Linked DNA regions of Mus musculus: all the other regions are linked to region 1. A link is a contact called in public promoter capture Hi-C data. All regions are on one chromosome and are shown on one strand. Each heading gives the region's core, a stretch centred on a gene start, on an enhancer-like site or on the middle of the called end of the contact. The rest is flanking DNA. Distances are from core to core; before and after follow the strand shown. Region 1 holds the start of Rpl22l1 (ribosomal protein L22 like 1). Region 2 holds the start of Tnfsf10 (tumor necrosis factor (ligand) superfamily, member 10). Region 3 overlaps Mynn (myoneurin). Region 4 holds the start of Nceh1 (neutral cholesterol ester hydrolase 1). Region 5 holds the start of Ect2 (ect2 oncogene).

The links. Promoter capture Hi-C pulls out the DNA fragments that hold promoters and counts their contacts.
Region 2: a promoter capture Hi-C map of pre-B cells shows a contact between it and region 1. The contact joins the promoter of Tnfsf10 here to the promoter of Rpl22l1 in region 1. A contact is called at or near these places in 10 of 39 promoter capture datasets (the C10 cell line, the HPC-7 cell line, cranial neural crest and 5 more) and 1 of 484 Hi-C or Micro-C datasets (CD4 T cells).
Region 3: a promoter capture Hi-C map of embryonic stem cells shows a contact between it and region 1, with 2.6 times the contacts expected there. The contact joins the enhancer-like site here to the promoter of Rpl22l1 in region 1. A contact is called at or near these places in 4 of 39 promoter capture datasets (the C10 cell line, embryonic stem cells, hippocampal neurons and 1 more) and 1 of 115 datasets of contacts at active chromatin or transcription factors (epiblast stem cells).
Region 4: a promoter capture Hi-C map of pre-B cells shows a contact between it and region 1. The contact joins the promoter of Nceh1 here to the promoter of Rpl22l1 in region 1. A contact is called at or near these places in 5 of 39 promoter capture datasets (the 3T3-L1 cell line, embryonic stem cells, hematopoietic stem and progenitor cells and 2 more), 1 of 115 datasets of contacts at active chromatin or transcription factors (large pre-B cells) and 1 of 9 other capture datasets (adipose tissue).
Region 5: a contact with region 1 is called in a promoter capture Hi-C map of pre-B cells, with 7 times the contacts expected there. The contact joins the promoter of Ect2 here to the promoter of Rpl22l1 in region 1. A contact is called at or near these places in 15 of 39 promoter capture datasets (the 3T3-L1 cell line, 3T3-L1-derived adipocytes, the C10 cell line and 9 more), 3 of 484 Hi-C or Micro-C datasets (CD4 T cells, olfactory sensory neurons and pre-B cells), 3 of 115 datasets of contacts at active chromatin or transcription factors (astrocytes, extraembryonic endoderm stem cells and large pre-B cells) and 2 of 9 other capture datasets (adipose tissue and liver).

Annotation. Positions count from the first base shown.
Region 1 is chr3:28,804,106-28,806,805 of GRCm38.p6, reverse strand. It overlaps Rpl22l1 (ribosomal protein L22 like 1), which reads right to left and starts at 1,298. Exons shown (of 4, transcript NM_001347226.2): 1 at 1,263-1,298; 2 at 214-303; 3 at 1-69. The coding sequence starts at 1,271. Gm32950 (predicted gene, 32950) reads left to right here and starts at 1,455. Exons shown (of 3, transcript NR_166194.1): 1 at 1,455-1,544.
Region 2 is chr3:27,315,825-27,318,524 of GRCm38.p6, reverse strand. Tnfsf10 (tumor necrosis factor (ligand) superfamily, member 10) reads right to left here and starts at 1,448. Exons shown (of 5, transcript NM_009425.2): 1 at 1,235-1,448. The coding sequence starts at 1,378.
Region 3 is chr3:30,618,995-30,621,694 of GRCm38.p6, reverse strand. It overlaps Mynn (myoneurin), which reads right to left. Exons shown (of 8, transcript NM_030557.3): 8 at 1,822-2,700. Among named protein-coding and RNA genes, the nearest start is that of Mynn, 18 kb to the right of the region's middle. Within about 2 kb of position 1,349, at least 31 of the 459 cell types and tissues checked have an H3K27ac peak or open chromatin away from gene starts, as enhancers often do. A contact at or near this core is called in embryonic stem cells, where this site is marked.
Region 4 is chr3:27,181,662-27,184,361 of GRCm38.p6, reverse strand. It overlaps Nceh1 (neutral cholesterol ester hydrolase 1), which reads right to left and starts at 1,358. Exons shown (of 5, transcript NM_178772.3): 1 at 1,147-1,358. The coding sequence starts at 1,284.
Region 5 is chr3:27,152,492-27,155,191 of GRCm38.p6, reverse strand. It overlaps Ect2 (ect2 oncogene), which reads left to right and starts at 1,314. Exons shown (of 24, transcript NM_001177626.1): 1 at 1,314-1,489. It overlaps 1700125G22Rik (RIKEN cDNA 1700125G22 gene), which reads right to left and starts at 1,166. Exons shown (of 3, transcript NR_040548.1): 1 at 882-1,166; 2 at 261-452.

The sequences.
Region 1 (2,700 bases), core at 49-2,548:
AATGTGAACAACATTGCCAAGATTTCCAGTTTTTCCATTGACTTTAACCTTCTCCCGTAGAAACTGTTCCTATTTTCAAACAGAAAGAATGCAAAACTAGGGAAGGAAACCCTAGATGGTCACTAGGGAAGGTACCCTAGGAGCACAGCTTAGGTTAATATCAAGTACTACATTTAAATGCCAACAACTATGCAATCACAGTAAGACACTTACAAAATTTCCAGAGTCAAAAATTCCATCTTCTACTGGATGAGTAAGGTCCAAATGAAACCTCCAGGTGGACTTCTTAGGCTTCTTGTCTTTCTGCTAGACATAATTATGATGCCATTAAAGCAGTTTATTCAGCTTAGACACTGAATTCCCAAGAAAAAAATTACCAACTCAGCATACATCTGGTATAATGGGTTATACACAGACTTGACCAACACCTGAAGGAGCCTGTGCTCTATGTAAAGGTTACTCATTAGCTTGGTTTAAACCAATGTTTCAATTCCCATGAAACGTCATCATTTCCAGTTAAGTACCTTCCAAGTGTAAGCTTATTTTAGTAGAGAAATCTTGCTTGATTATGAAGAACTGCTTCCTACTGTAACTGATGTTATTTCCAATTTCAAATTAAAACACCCACCTGGGTGCTTTTCAAGTTTTATCTGAACTTAAAACACCATTTTTAGGGTAATGGGTCTCTTTATGCTTTATTGTAATTGGTCCAAACAGAGTCACCTAAATGGCTACCAATTAATAATACCTTCACCACCCTCCAATTATCGCAAACCCGGAACTGGCATTTGAGTGAATGACGGGGTGGACTCGCTCACTGCCGTGCAGTGAACAGGCAGTCCCGATGGGGCCATCAGACGTCACTCAGTTTTGAATCCTTACTCAGCAACCTTATTTTTAACAATTTTGGTTATAGTGACTTTCCAAATGTTTAAACCACGCTCTTCAAACTGCTAACGTCATTGCAACCGCGGACCTGGCCACTTAGGCTCTCTTCCGTTGACAGGGTGACCACAGGCCATGGAGAAACCCAGAGGCCCAGAGACCGACCGCGCCCGCCGATACTAAGCTAGTCGCGGGCCCGGCTCCCGCCGCGCAGGCCGCACGGCACTCACGGACGGCTCCGCAACCCGGATTCTATCGTCCCAGTCGAGCCGCCAGGCCGACTCTCTTCCCACCGCCTTCTCTCCTGCGGCGCTCCCGCTCGCTAGACGCAATAGCTACCTGTAATACCCGAGCCCCGCACACGCGCGCGCACTCACCGGCGCCATGTTGAGCTGCAGCCGTGGGAAGAGAACGGGCTTGCGCCGCACGCACGCTTTTATATAAAAACGTGCTGCGTCATACGCAGAGCGTGCGAAATACGCAACTCGGAACCGGATATGCACGGAGTGCTTGGCAGTCACCTAGGAAACGGAGGCGTGGCGTTGGGGGGCGGGGATGCCCTGGCGTTTGGTTTCCGCCTGCGTCTTCGAGTGGGAAGCCGGAGCCGACTGATTCTCTGCTCTGGCTGTGGACTTTGCAAACTTACAAACCAGAGTGGAGTAAGTTCAAGGGATGCAGGAGTTATCTGTTATAATTCAGGGCAAGGCAGACTCTCAATGTTGCTTTATGATCGTCTCTATTATGTTGCGATTATAGTCCTCCAGAGAAAAAGTTCTATGCTTTGCCTAGCTTTTAAGGTAGAGGATGTCCTTCTGAGAAGAACAAGTTGAGTACACTTTGGGTTTATTGGATAGGCATAATTTATTGTACTTTCTACTTACTGACTCACAATCTGCTGAAACCTAACTATCAATGTTTACAAAGTACACTAGGATGGACGTACCTTGATGACAGAAAGTAAAAAAGCATTTGAATTTTGAGCGGTTGTAATTGACGCCAGGTCAGAAAAGTGGTGAGGCTGTTGGTGTTCAGTAGTATACGTTTCTGTTAGTGTGAAACTCTAGTATTTAGGGACAGGAGATGGGATGGACTTTAGTTGTTGATTTGGAAAAGGCCCTAGAATGTAAGAGTTGTGTTCTATCCAAGCGATCGGTAATAGGCGTTAATACAGTGTAGGGTATGGTGCTAGTGGTGCTGAGGTTTTAGAAGAAATCAATTTCATTAAATTTTAAAATCTTTTTGCCTTAAGAATCACAAAAACTTTTCGTTCCAAATGTTCAGGCAGGGGCCAGGGTTGACATTTCTTCCTAAAGGGCTTCCTGTTCTGCAGATCAAAATGATCATTAGATATTTTGAAAATAGGCCATTAATTGACATTTAAAATTTTTGTTTTGCTTATCTTTGGCAACTTTCTGTGTCATAACAATAACCACTTAAGCCAATTATTTAAAGGAGATGAGAGACTCCCAGGACTCAAAGGGAGGAACCTTAGATGAAACACCCTACAGTAGGGAGAGGAACTTTTAGAGCCCACCTCCAGCAGGAATACAGGACAACAAGTGAGGGATGGGGTTGCCATCCCACAGTCACACCTCTGACCCATAATTGTTCCTGTCTGAAAGAATTACCTGGATGGAAATGGAGAGGAGCCTGAGGAAAAGAAGGTCCAGCTACAGACCCAAAGTGGGATCCAGCTCAAGGGGAGGCCCCAGGGCTATTACTGAGGGAGGCTATGTATAGAGTGTTCACAAAAAGGATCCTATCATGACTGCCCTCCAAAAGACCCAACAAGCAGCTGAAAGAGTCAGATGCAGA
Region 2 (2,700 bases), core at 199-2,698, 1.5 Mb after region 1:
ACAGAATCTTCACAATCAAAACAGCAATGGCCCTGAAAAGAGTCTTTAATTTTCCCTCTGAAATTTCACAAACCAGACCTCCATCTTCTACAGTGTTCTCAACATTATCTTCCAAGCTCCTGCACAACCTCCAACAGAGCTCTTAACAATGGATGGATCTTCAAGCCCAAAGTTCCAAAGTCCTTCCACAATCCTCCCCAAAACATGGTCAGGTTGTCACAGGAATACCCCACTATGCTGGTACCAATTTGTCTTAGTCAGGGTTTGTATTCCTGCACAAACATCATGACCAAGAAGCAAGTTGGGGAGGAAAGGGTTTATTCGGCTTACATTTCCATACTGCTGTTGATCACCAAAGAATGCAGGACTGGAACTCAAGCAGGTCAGAAAGCAGGAGCTGATGCAGAGGCCATGGAGGGATGTTCTTTACTGGCTTGCTCAGCCTGCTCTCTTATAGAACCCAAGACAACCAGCCCAGAGATGGTCCCACCCACAAGGGGCCTTGCCCCCTTGATCACTAATTGAGAAAATGCCTTACAGTTGGATCTCATGGAGGCATTTCCTCAACTGAAGCTCCTTTCTCTGTGATAACTCCAGCTGTGTCAAGTTGACACAAAACTAGCCAATACAGTGAGAGTTCAGAAAAACTACATGGAGAGTTAGGGAGAAAAACAGCTGACATCTATCTCTAGGCTCCACAGCACCATGTGCTGTCCTCCCTCTTCCTCTCTCCCTCTGTCTCTCTCTCTCTTCCTCTCTCTCCTTCTCTGTCCCTCTCTACCTCCTTCTTCCTCTTTTCCTCCCTCTCTCCCTCTTCTTCTCTTCTTCCTCTCTCCCTGTCTTCCTCTCTCTTCCCCTCTCTCTCTATCTCTCTATCTCTCTTACACACACACACACACACACACACACACACACACGGAACTCTAGAGTACTTCACACAAAGCATTTGTGCCAAGTGACACCACTAACTGCACCCTGCACAGACACTTTTGAAATGATAGCAAACTTTCTTGGAGGTGCCGGTATATCCATTTGTAGTTTTCATAGCCTGTTCTGTTACTACAACTGCTTGGAAGTCTGCCAACTTGCAGTTTTATAAAGCCCTCTCTTTATTAGCAGTTAAGAGTCTGCACTTGGGAAAGGCATATTTTAATCTACAGCTAAGCTTTCAAAGAAGAGCAAGCTAAGCGGCAAAGCCAAGAGAGGCTGCTGCTGAGAGCACACGGCCACTCACCTGCTTCATCTCGTTGGTGAAGTACATGTAAGTCACAGCCACAGACACAGCCTGCAGGAGCACCTGCAGGAGCACTATGCAAATCACCATCATCCTGAAGTGCTGACTGAAGCTGAGGTCCTTCAGGGCCCCTGAGGAAGGCATACTGCTGTCCAGGTCTGACTTCCCAATGCAGACTTGCAGCCCAGCAGCAGTGCCTGAGAAGGTCACAGTTAGAAGGCGGAGTGCCCATGCAGTTTCTTTTTACTGTTGAGACCAAAAGTGAAACTAAGCAAGTCAGGAAGGTGACGAGGACGTAGTGCACAGAAACCCTCCAGCTAGGAGAGCTCGCCCTGATGGTGCTGGAAAGCCTAGATCCAGCGCTCTGAGATCTAACCCATCTATGAACTGCTGGAGCACCTGAAGGAGCTGCAGGATCTCCTGGACAAAGGACAAAGGACAAAGGACAAAGGACAAAGGGACCGGGAGGGGTCTCAGTGAGGATCCAAAATTTAAGGCGTCACAGGAGCCAGAGACTGCTGAAGGCAACAATGACTCATTGCTATAGACATTTGCAAGTGAAGATGTGTGGACAGAGGGATAAACTGTGGGACACACTAGGACACCACAGCTTCCATGGTGGGATGTTTTCTATGCTCTGTTTTGGTTTATTTAGTTTGTTTTGTGTGTTTTTATCTGGGGGGAGTTTCAAGGGCAGACGGTGATTATGAGGGGACAGGGAGATGAATGGGACCGGGGTGCATGATGTGAAACACACACACACAAAGTTTGTTTGTTTGTTTGTTTGTTTGTTTTTTAAAACTGTTTTAAAAAACAGAAATCCCAGCTGTTCAATTTTACCAATGAAAACTCAGGAGCCAGATGCTGAGATGATAACTTCCTAGCTCTGAGAGGCAGAGAAAGCACCCAGCTGACCTTCCTACTCCATCCCAGAAGGAAAGAATCCTTTCTTCTCCACGCTGTCTTAAACACTCGAAGACCCCCTTTCTGTTCACTATGTTCACTCCCTGTCAGATGGTTACTGGCTCTGCCTCTTGACCTAGGGTTGACTTTGTTAAAAGGGCTTTGCTAGGGCTGAGCCACACCACCACGAGTTTACAGCAGACAGACAGAAAGCTCTAGGGTCAAAGGCTGGGACGTATCACAGTTAGAAACAGTTCACAATCTCAGGTTCACAGTGTGATCAGATGGCCTGCAGCAACCACCTCCAGCTTCTGGCCCAATGTTTGTGACTCTGAGGCCTCTGCAGGTTCTAGCAACAGTGTTGCTATTTCTAATGGTGCCAGTTCCCAAGGGCCATAGGACATCTTTCTGGCTGGTATCTCATGGTGGGGAACAAAACGGAATCCATTTCAACTCAAATTCTCTCAGGTCTGCAGCTGCTTCCCACCTCCCAGAAGGATTCCTTTGGAGCCTGCTTAACTACAAAGCCAAGGCTCCCTCACAGCACGGGAGGCTGTCACCTG
Region 3 (2,700 bases), core at 100-2,599, 1.8 Mb before region 1:
AAAGGATCATAGCATTGGTAAAGCTGTGAACCACTGAGTTAAGACCCACTTCATAAGATGGAATTCATTCCTGACACAACTTGAGACTAGACAGGCCACGGGCCCAAGGTAAACCCAAATTATATGTTTCTGTTAAAGAAACATAGCAATAAAATGCTTTCTAATAACATTCTACTACCACCCCATATATCAGTGCATCTTATATCACTCAGCCATAATCAGAGAAGCTGCTTCTTGAAGAAGCTGCAAACTAACACAGAGACCCACAACTGGACAATGGGATTTTGGACCACAGTCCTAAATGGGATGTCTTCATCAAGCCCACCTGTTAAGGCTCGGAGAGCCAAGTAGAAGAGGACAGAAAGATTGTAAGAGCCAGAGGGGATGGAGGACTCCAAGGGAATAGTATCCTCCAGACACAATAGGACTGAGGCACATAAGAATTCTAAGGCTGTGGTAGCACACCCAGAGCTTGCATAAGTTAAAGTCAGACAGGGTCCCGGTGGGGACAGAGGGAAAGAGATCTAGACTCCCACCCCTCACCAAGAAGCAATCTGCTATCCACATCTACTTGTGAAGGAAAAAATTAGTTTTTCCAGTGGAGTATAGCTCGATATATTCGCCACACTTCAGGATAGGCCTCGTGCCCTATGGCCAACACAGAAAGAACAGAATCGTTTGTTTGCCTGTTTGTTTTTTAAAGAGAGAAAGGGTCAGAGTTGGCTATGGGTGGGGAGGTGTAGAGGATCTGGGAGGAGCTGGGGGACCGGAAAATCTTGACCAGAATACAATGTATGCAAAGATAGATAAAGCCCTGACAAGGCTGACCTCCACAGGCTCATTTCCATACTATTGTATGAAACTGTGTCCCCTTGTCTTCAAATTTACTGGTCTAAGACGCAATCCTTTCTTAAAACACCAGCTTTCTCCAGTACTCTTGACTTTTCTCACTGACTTTCTGGCCAATTCCGCAGGACCTTTTCATTTACACCTTACTTAACACTGCAGCATTCCACAGCTCAAATTCTTGAGAATATGACCCAGCAGTCTAAGAACTGCTTTTCTGAAGTAAGTCACCTGAGGTCACCTGTATGGAATCACGTTACAAACCTGGGAGTCTAATTTCTGCCTTTCCGCCATCAACTACGGTAGGACGTGACCACACGGGCTATAAATGCGGCCCAGCGAATTCAGGCTGTGCATGCAAGTCAGCGTGGCTGCTGGGTTACACATTTCTGACTGTTACCTCATTCTTTCTCTTTAGATACTTTCTGCATTCTGCCTAGCTCCTCTTCAGTCAGCCACATGTAACTTCCCTCAGTCACTTTCTTTGTCTACCCAGGTGAACGATGAATGGCCCTTTCTCTCTCCACTACTCGACTGCTCACACTTCCTTTTTGAACTTCCTGTGAGCCACCACCCAGCATTTCTGCTTATTTTACAGCTACTGATCTCGGCTTTCTCGCCTTTCTTCAAGTGGACAGAATTATCTTTGTACATTTCCTGGCAGGCACTATGTTTATATGATAAATCCTTAAACACAGCAAATCTTTTGTCAATAAGCAGAGGCAGGGGTTGAAGAAGGCAAAAGAAGACTACATCATGTCTCGAGGGATTACTGTAGAGAGTGGTACACAGCTATAAGCCAGGACGCAGGAGTCTGAGGCAGCACGATTACTGTGAACTCCACACTTAGGCTATTTAATAAATCCAATCTGAACAGAGTGATACATAATAAAACCTGCCTCAAGTAGAAAAGAAACAAAGAAATCAATGTCCTAATATCTCCATCTCATTGTTAGTCAAAATAGTGAGTGAAAATGCAGAATTCATCTTTTTATTTGGTGGTATTTTTAATTCAATAACAGATTAAAAATCTCCAGGTAAATGATAATATATATATATATATTCCAGAACGTCATTTCAAGTGCTTCTCAAAGACAGAGCACCAAGCAGTGCTTGGGAGGCAGCTCTCAGTGTTTGGTCCATGCTGAAATCAGCTACGAGGCTTCTCTATCAAATATCTGCCCCAGCACATCTGATTCAGCACAGCAAACTGGAGTGGGCATGGGTACTCTTATTAAACTCCAATCTGACAGAAGTAAAGACAGTACAACAATTAGCCTAGGATATTTTTAAAATTAGTGTAGAGAGTTAATTACCTACTTTAACTGCTTTGACATGTGCCATTTCTGTAAGATTAAAATGTAGAGAAATGATAAACTACTTTTTCAAAGAACTGACAGACCTTCAATCTTGAAGAAGCTTTTAAAATTGTCCACTGAAATGATCCTATGGAATTTAACATGAATACTATTTAACAGCAAATTTTATTTAATATATAATTACAATTCCCTCTTTAAAAAAGCTCTAAAGTAAAATAATAATACAAAATTAGAAAATACTTTCTAAGATATTCAGCATTTTAAAGAAAGTTTGAACACCTGCTATAACACTTAAATAATTAAGAAGCTTTGCTAAAACACTGCATCATAACAGAGTAGGTAAAGAACTTACCGCAGGGATTCTCTGTGTTAGAATGACTCCCAGATTCTCATAAAGTGCACGCACGTTAGAGTGAGTAGTAACAGCATAGCATTAAAAGAATAACATTCAGTCTCTGAGCTTTCGTCACAAATAACTCTGCAAGAGCAAATGACTAAACCAGTATCAATCTAAAATAATTTTAGATACGCAAGT
Region 4 (2,700 bases), core at 109-2,608, 1.6 Mb after region 1:
GAGGCTAGCCTGGTCTACAGAGCAAGTTCCAGTATAGCCAGGGTTATAAAGAAACTTTGTCTTGAAAAAACAAAACAAACAGTATTAAGGCTCAGTGTTGGGCAGAGGTGGAGGGTGGCTTGATTGTGGAGAAGCGCTGGGAACCTGCATATCTCTGACTACTCAAAAATACGATGCAGTCATGGCGTTCAGCCTTAGCTGCAGACTGCGCTTCTGATACTAAAAGCAATCCTCCTATCATGGAATAAACCAATGACACTGTCCTCCCCACGGGGGAGCAATGTGCAGGAGCAGGATACAGTGCAGAGAAATGCCACCCTGCAGGTTAAAAGAAGGCCACACCGCTCCGGCTCAGGCCAAGGTTATCTCCCAGACATCGAAGGACGCAAAACAAATGCCACAAGAAAACAGCCTTCAAACAGGGACCGTTACAGCCCTCCGGGATTGCTAGTCTCCCGGCCTTCTTTTCTTCCGCTGAGCTGAGAAATGCCAGGGAGAGAACCGAAGGTCAGAGCGGTTCCTCCTAGCCTGCGATCCCCAGAAGGAGCGCTAAGGCCTGGGGACGTTAGGAGACTGCCTGTGCCCGCTTCTGCTCACCGGTGAATCACAATCCCCTTAGCAAAAAAAAAAAAAATTAACTCCTCCTTTGCAAGCCAGTGGGACAACAGAGGTGGGGGCGAGGTGGTTTATAAATTACCAAAGGCTCTGGCTCAAGACACAGCGAACCAAGAAAGCAGGGGAGCTAATTAGGTCCTAGGAAAGGTTAAACAGCTGTCAGAGACGCCAGGCGAGGAGAACTTCACCTGTTTCCACTCCTATCTGCCTGTGGACTTCAAGGATGCGAACAGGACATCCTCGGTGCCCGGGCTAGGGGTCCTGGGGAATCGTGCACTCTGAGAAAACATGGGTGACACCGGGTGCCCCCACTGCATTACACGGATGCAAACACGACACCCTCAGACCCCAGAGATCAGAAGAAGCAGGGAGAGGCAGATGCGCGTTCACGGAAACACGGGATATCCCTATTGCAGGACAAGGATGCAAATGTGACATCCTCAAAGGGCCCATGGGCAACCGGGATAAGCGATGGGGGTTTCGTTTAGAGGAGCAAGGACGAGACGGGGCATCCCCTTTCGCTCTGCTCACCACTTGCTGCGCGCCGCGGAAAGTGGCGTCCAGCAGCATCAGTTTCCAGGGGTCGGACACCGCGCTGGGCAGTGGGATGTACACGTAGTAGGCAGCCAGAGCCAGCAGAGCGGCCAGTAGGACGCATGACGACCTCATTGTCCCCAGGCCGGGCTGTCCGGAGCTGACCGCGGTACGGTGCGATGCTACCCGGAGAAGACCAGCAAGTTTCTGCCAGCCGCAGCTGCTGTTTCACGTGTTCCTCCTCAGGCTGCGAGCCAATCACAGGCTGCGTCGGGAGGAAGTGGGAGCGCGGATGTGCCCCCTCCGCGGTGTCCTTGCGAATAGCTGCGGGCTCGCCAGGTTGCAGGAAGCAGGGTGGTGCAGCCCGGAGGACACACAGCAACCAGCAACCCCTGGCGGACACTGTGAGTATGACTGCCTGCGATGCCAAGCTGCCTCTGAAGGTGTGGCAAAAGGGGTTCCGGGTCAGCCTGAGCTACCAGAAATAGTATCAGAAGAAAAACTAACAGTAACAAACAAACAATAAATCCGTTGGGTTTGGCACACTTAACTGTTATCCTTGGTCTTGAAAGGAGGAGACAGGATGAAGGCCAAGGTCATCTTGGACTGCATAACAAGTTTGAGTCCATACTGGGCTAGATGAGAAACCCTGCCTCAAGAAAACCAAAGTATCAGACAAACAAGCAAATAGAAAACTCAGATAGTTGCACTGTGCAACTTTCAAAGAATATAAAGCATCTGATCAAAACAAAGAGACTACTGCAAAAGATACCAAAACTCCTCTCGAGAGAAACACTTGATAAAGTCAGTAAGCGGTTTAAAAAGAGAGTTTCTGGCATGGTGGTGCACACAGCCTGGTTCACATTGTGAGTTCTAAGCCACCCATGGCTATATGGGGGGCATTGCACAACAAACACACAGATACACATACACACACACACACACACACACAGAGAGAGAGAGAGAGAGAGAGAGAGAGAGAGAGAGAGAGAACTAATACCTGATTTCTCATAGCTCATGCAATAAGGCCAGTGTTGGCTTCCAAATGCCCTCAGCTGGGCCTGGTGATAGCACCTGTAATCTCAGAATTGGGAAGGTGGAAACAGGAGGACCAGGATTTTGAAGCCAACCTGGGTTATATGAAACCTTGCTGGAAAAAAAAAATAATAGAAAAAAGGTCTGGGAATTCAGTTCAATGACAGAGTGCTTCTCCCCCCCCACACACACAAAGCCCTGGGGTTACTTCTCAGCACCATATATAATCAGTAAAGCAAAGATCTTATCGTAAACTGTTTGTTTTTAATTATGTGATGTGTGTATCTCTGTGTGGAAATGTGCACAGGAGAGCAAGTGTTTGTGGATGCCAGAAGAGAGCACGGGATTCCCTGGATCCTGAGCGGCCTGACATGGGCGCAGGGAACTGGACTCTGGTCCTTCGCAAAACCTTTGAAAAGTGAACACTTAGCTACCAAGCCATTTCTCCACCGCCAAGTGGCTGCTGTTGTTTTAAGAAACTACAGTGATTCTTGATGCTTCCTTCATAGCTTGGAA
Region 5 (2,700 bases), core at 65-2,564, 1.7 Mb after region 1:
CCTCGGGCAGGGCACAAAGGAGGCGGCTGCCTTCTACTTTAGTGAGGAGAATGCTTGGAATGCCAGACACACCCCAGTTTAAATTGCAAGCACACTTCTCTGGGCAAGGTCCAGGCCGATTTTTCCTTTCTTCCACTCCAAAGGCTAGTGCGGAATTCTAGTGATTGGCAGGCCATAGATACTGGTAGGCAAAAAACCCTAAAAACCAACCAACCAGACAGACAAAACTATAGATTGTTTTACTCATTCTATGAACTCACCGTAGACTTGTCGAACTGCTTAGGCTGTCAAGAAGTTCTTTTGGTTTTAAAGTAGATTTTGGGCTTAAAGTGAGTTGGCTCAGTGGTTTAAAGCGTTTGTTTCTCACACATAGGCCGTGAGTTTGATTTCCAGCACCCACCTGGTGGTTCATCATTCTCTGTAATTCCAGTCTCTGGGGATCTGGCCTCCTCCTATGTCCAAGGACAGCAGGCACTCACAAATGCACATACGTTCAGGAAAAAATAATATGTATAGGCAAAAAGACACATAAAATTTATCAATCTAAATTTCAAAAGTGCTTTAAAAACCTCTTAATGAGATTTGGGGCCTAGCAACCGATCCAAACACTTGGTAAGGTTTTGAAAGTGAAAAATAATTGTTTTGAGTCCTGGTCTCCTATAGCCTAGGCTGGTCTTGTCCTCCTTAGTACAGGCTTTGAGACCACACCCAGCTAGAAGTGTATGCCTAGGCGACTGTATTATAGAACATTCCATCTAGAAACAAATTTCAAAATAGCAATACTGATCCCAGGGGTAAAACAATCCCTTCTTTTCTAGACTTCCAAGCACAGTCACTAACATTCCTAAGCTGGGAGTTGGGGTGGGGAGGGAGCAACCCACCCAGAAGCAGTTTTGCTTCAGGAGATTCTAAAATCTCCTTATACACTTTTTTATATTAATTACTCAGATGCAAGCTTGTCTTCAAAAATAAAATCTGGTTAGTAGTAAGAGCGGATCGGTTTGCGGTGCTTGGTACTTTTTCTTGAAGTTGGAGGTGATGGCAGAGAGACCGTTCATCAGGAACTGGGCTGTTTACGGAGTAAACAAGCGGTAACCACAGAAACACCTGCTGCATCCAGAGGCGCTGCAGAGCCACGCCTCCTCAAGCCCACATCCGGGCACTCCGCCGACGTTCGCACGCTCCAGCCGTTTACCGGATTTGAAACACACTCACAACCAATCAGCCGGCGCCTCCCGAAGGCAGACGTTGGGATTGACCAATCGGCAGTCCGCCCGAGGTTCCAGCCTATCAAAAGGAGGTTGACAGAGCGCGCCAATCAGCATGGCTCTTAGAGAGAGCGACTGGATTTTTTTGAATCGGAGGCGGCAGCCTCTCTCGAGCCATGGCGGCGCCTGTGAGGGGGAGACTTAGTGTTTGAGAAGGATAAGCGAGGACTGCGCCGTCGTGGTTCCTTTTTAAAATCTCTGAGCGTGGTGAGGACTGCGGGGTGAGTGGGGGACGGGAAGGGATTCGGGAACCCGGAACTGAGCACGGGCCGTGGCGACCAAGGCCGGCGCCCCCGCCGCGGTGAGCTCCCACGGCTGCGTACCTGTCTGTCCCGCTCCCCTCCATCCTCCTTCCCCACATCCGCCTCCTGTCCTGCCCTCTGCTCTCGTCCCGGCCCTTCCTTGCGGGAGGCTGGGCTCTCTATCTATTCTGCTTCTGTCCGGCGCCTCAGGGTGAAGGGCGCAGTTGGGACCGGGATTTTGGCCTCCCGCCCGCCCGCCGCAGCCCCGAGCTGCCTTGATTGTTTTGTGGTTTCCCTCTGGAATTCCTGTAGAATTCCGATTTTCAATTTTTAAAAATATAAAACACAGGCCGCCCCGCCCCTTCCTGGCCACAGATGTGTGTGGTTAGCGGTTAACTTAGCTCCCTCAGTTAGACCCGGCTAGGAGTCGCTGTGTGAGCAACTTCCTTAGCCACAAACTGGATATGACAGTGACATTTGTCTTTTAGGATGGCTGCAAGCGTTAAAAAGTGGCAAGGGAAAGATTTAAGATAGTGACTAAAATATTGAGCTCTAAGTAAATGAGAATCGCTAATTGCACTGTTATCAATAACGTATACACTATTGTAGTTTGGGTTCCTTACTCTGGTGTGACGTGTTTATGGAAAAAAAAAAGGTTTATTTAAAAGAAAAGCTGAAATGACTATTTGTTTAAAAGAATCCATGTGTTTGTGAGACAAGATCTCAGGTACCCCAGCATAGACTTGAATTGTGGAGCCTAGGGTGACAAGGAACTCTGTCTGCCTCTACCCCCTCTTCTGGGTGCTCGGATTACAGGTGTACTTTCACCTTACCTGGTTTCTGAGGTGCCCGCGGATGACTTCATGCACACTGACTGCAGCTGAGTCACATCCCGAGTCAAAGATAGATTGTTTTTATGATCACGATTCCGTTGTGTTTATTTTTAAAAGGTCTGTAGAATATGTGAAAAGGAAGAAAGTGACCTGGTGCACTTAAGTTTGCGGTGATGTTGGGTGCTAGATGCTGGTTGTATCACTAGTGTAGCGTGTAGCTCTTTTGCTGTATATTATGGAGCTGTTTTGGTAATAAATGATCTGTGTATTTAAGCATTTCCAGTGTTTTGGGGTGTAGTGAGAAAGGGTTTAGTTATGTATCTCCTCCCTCTGTTTTGTGGGTGCTGGAATTTTAGG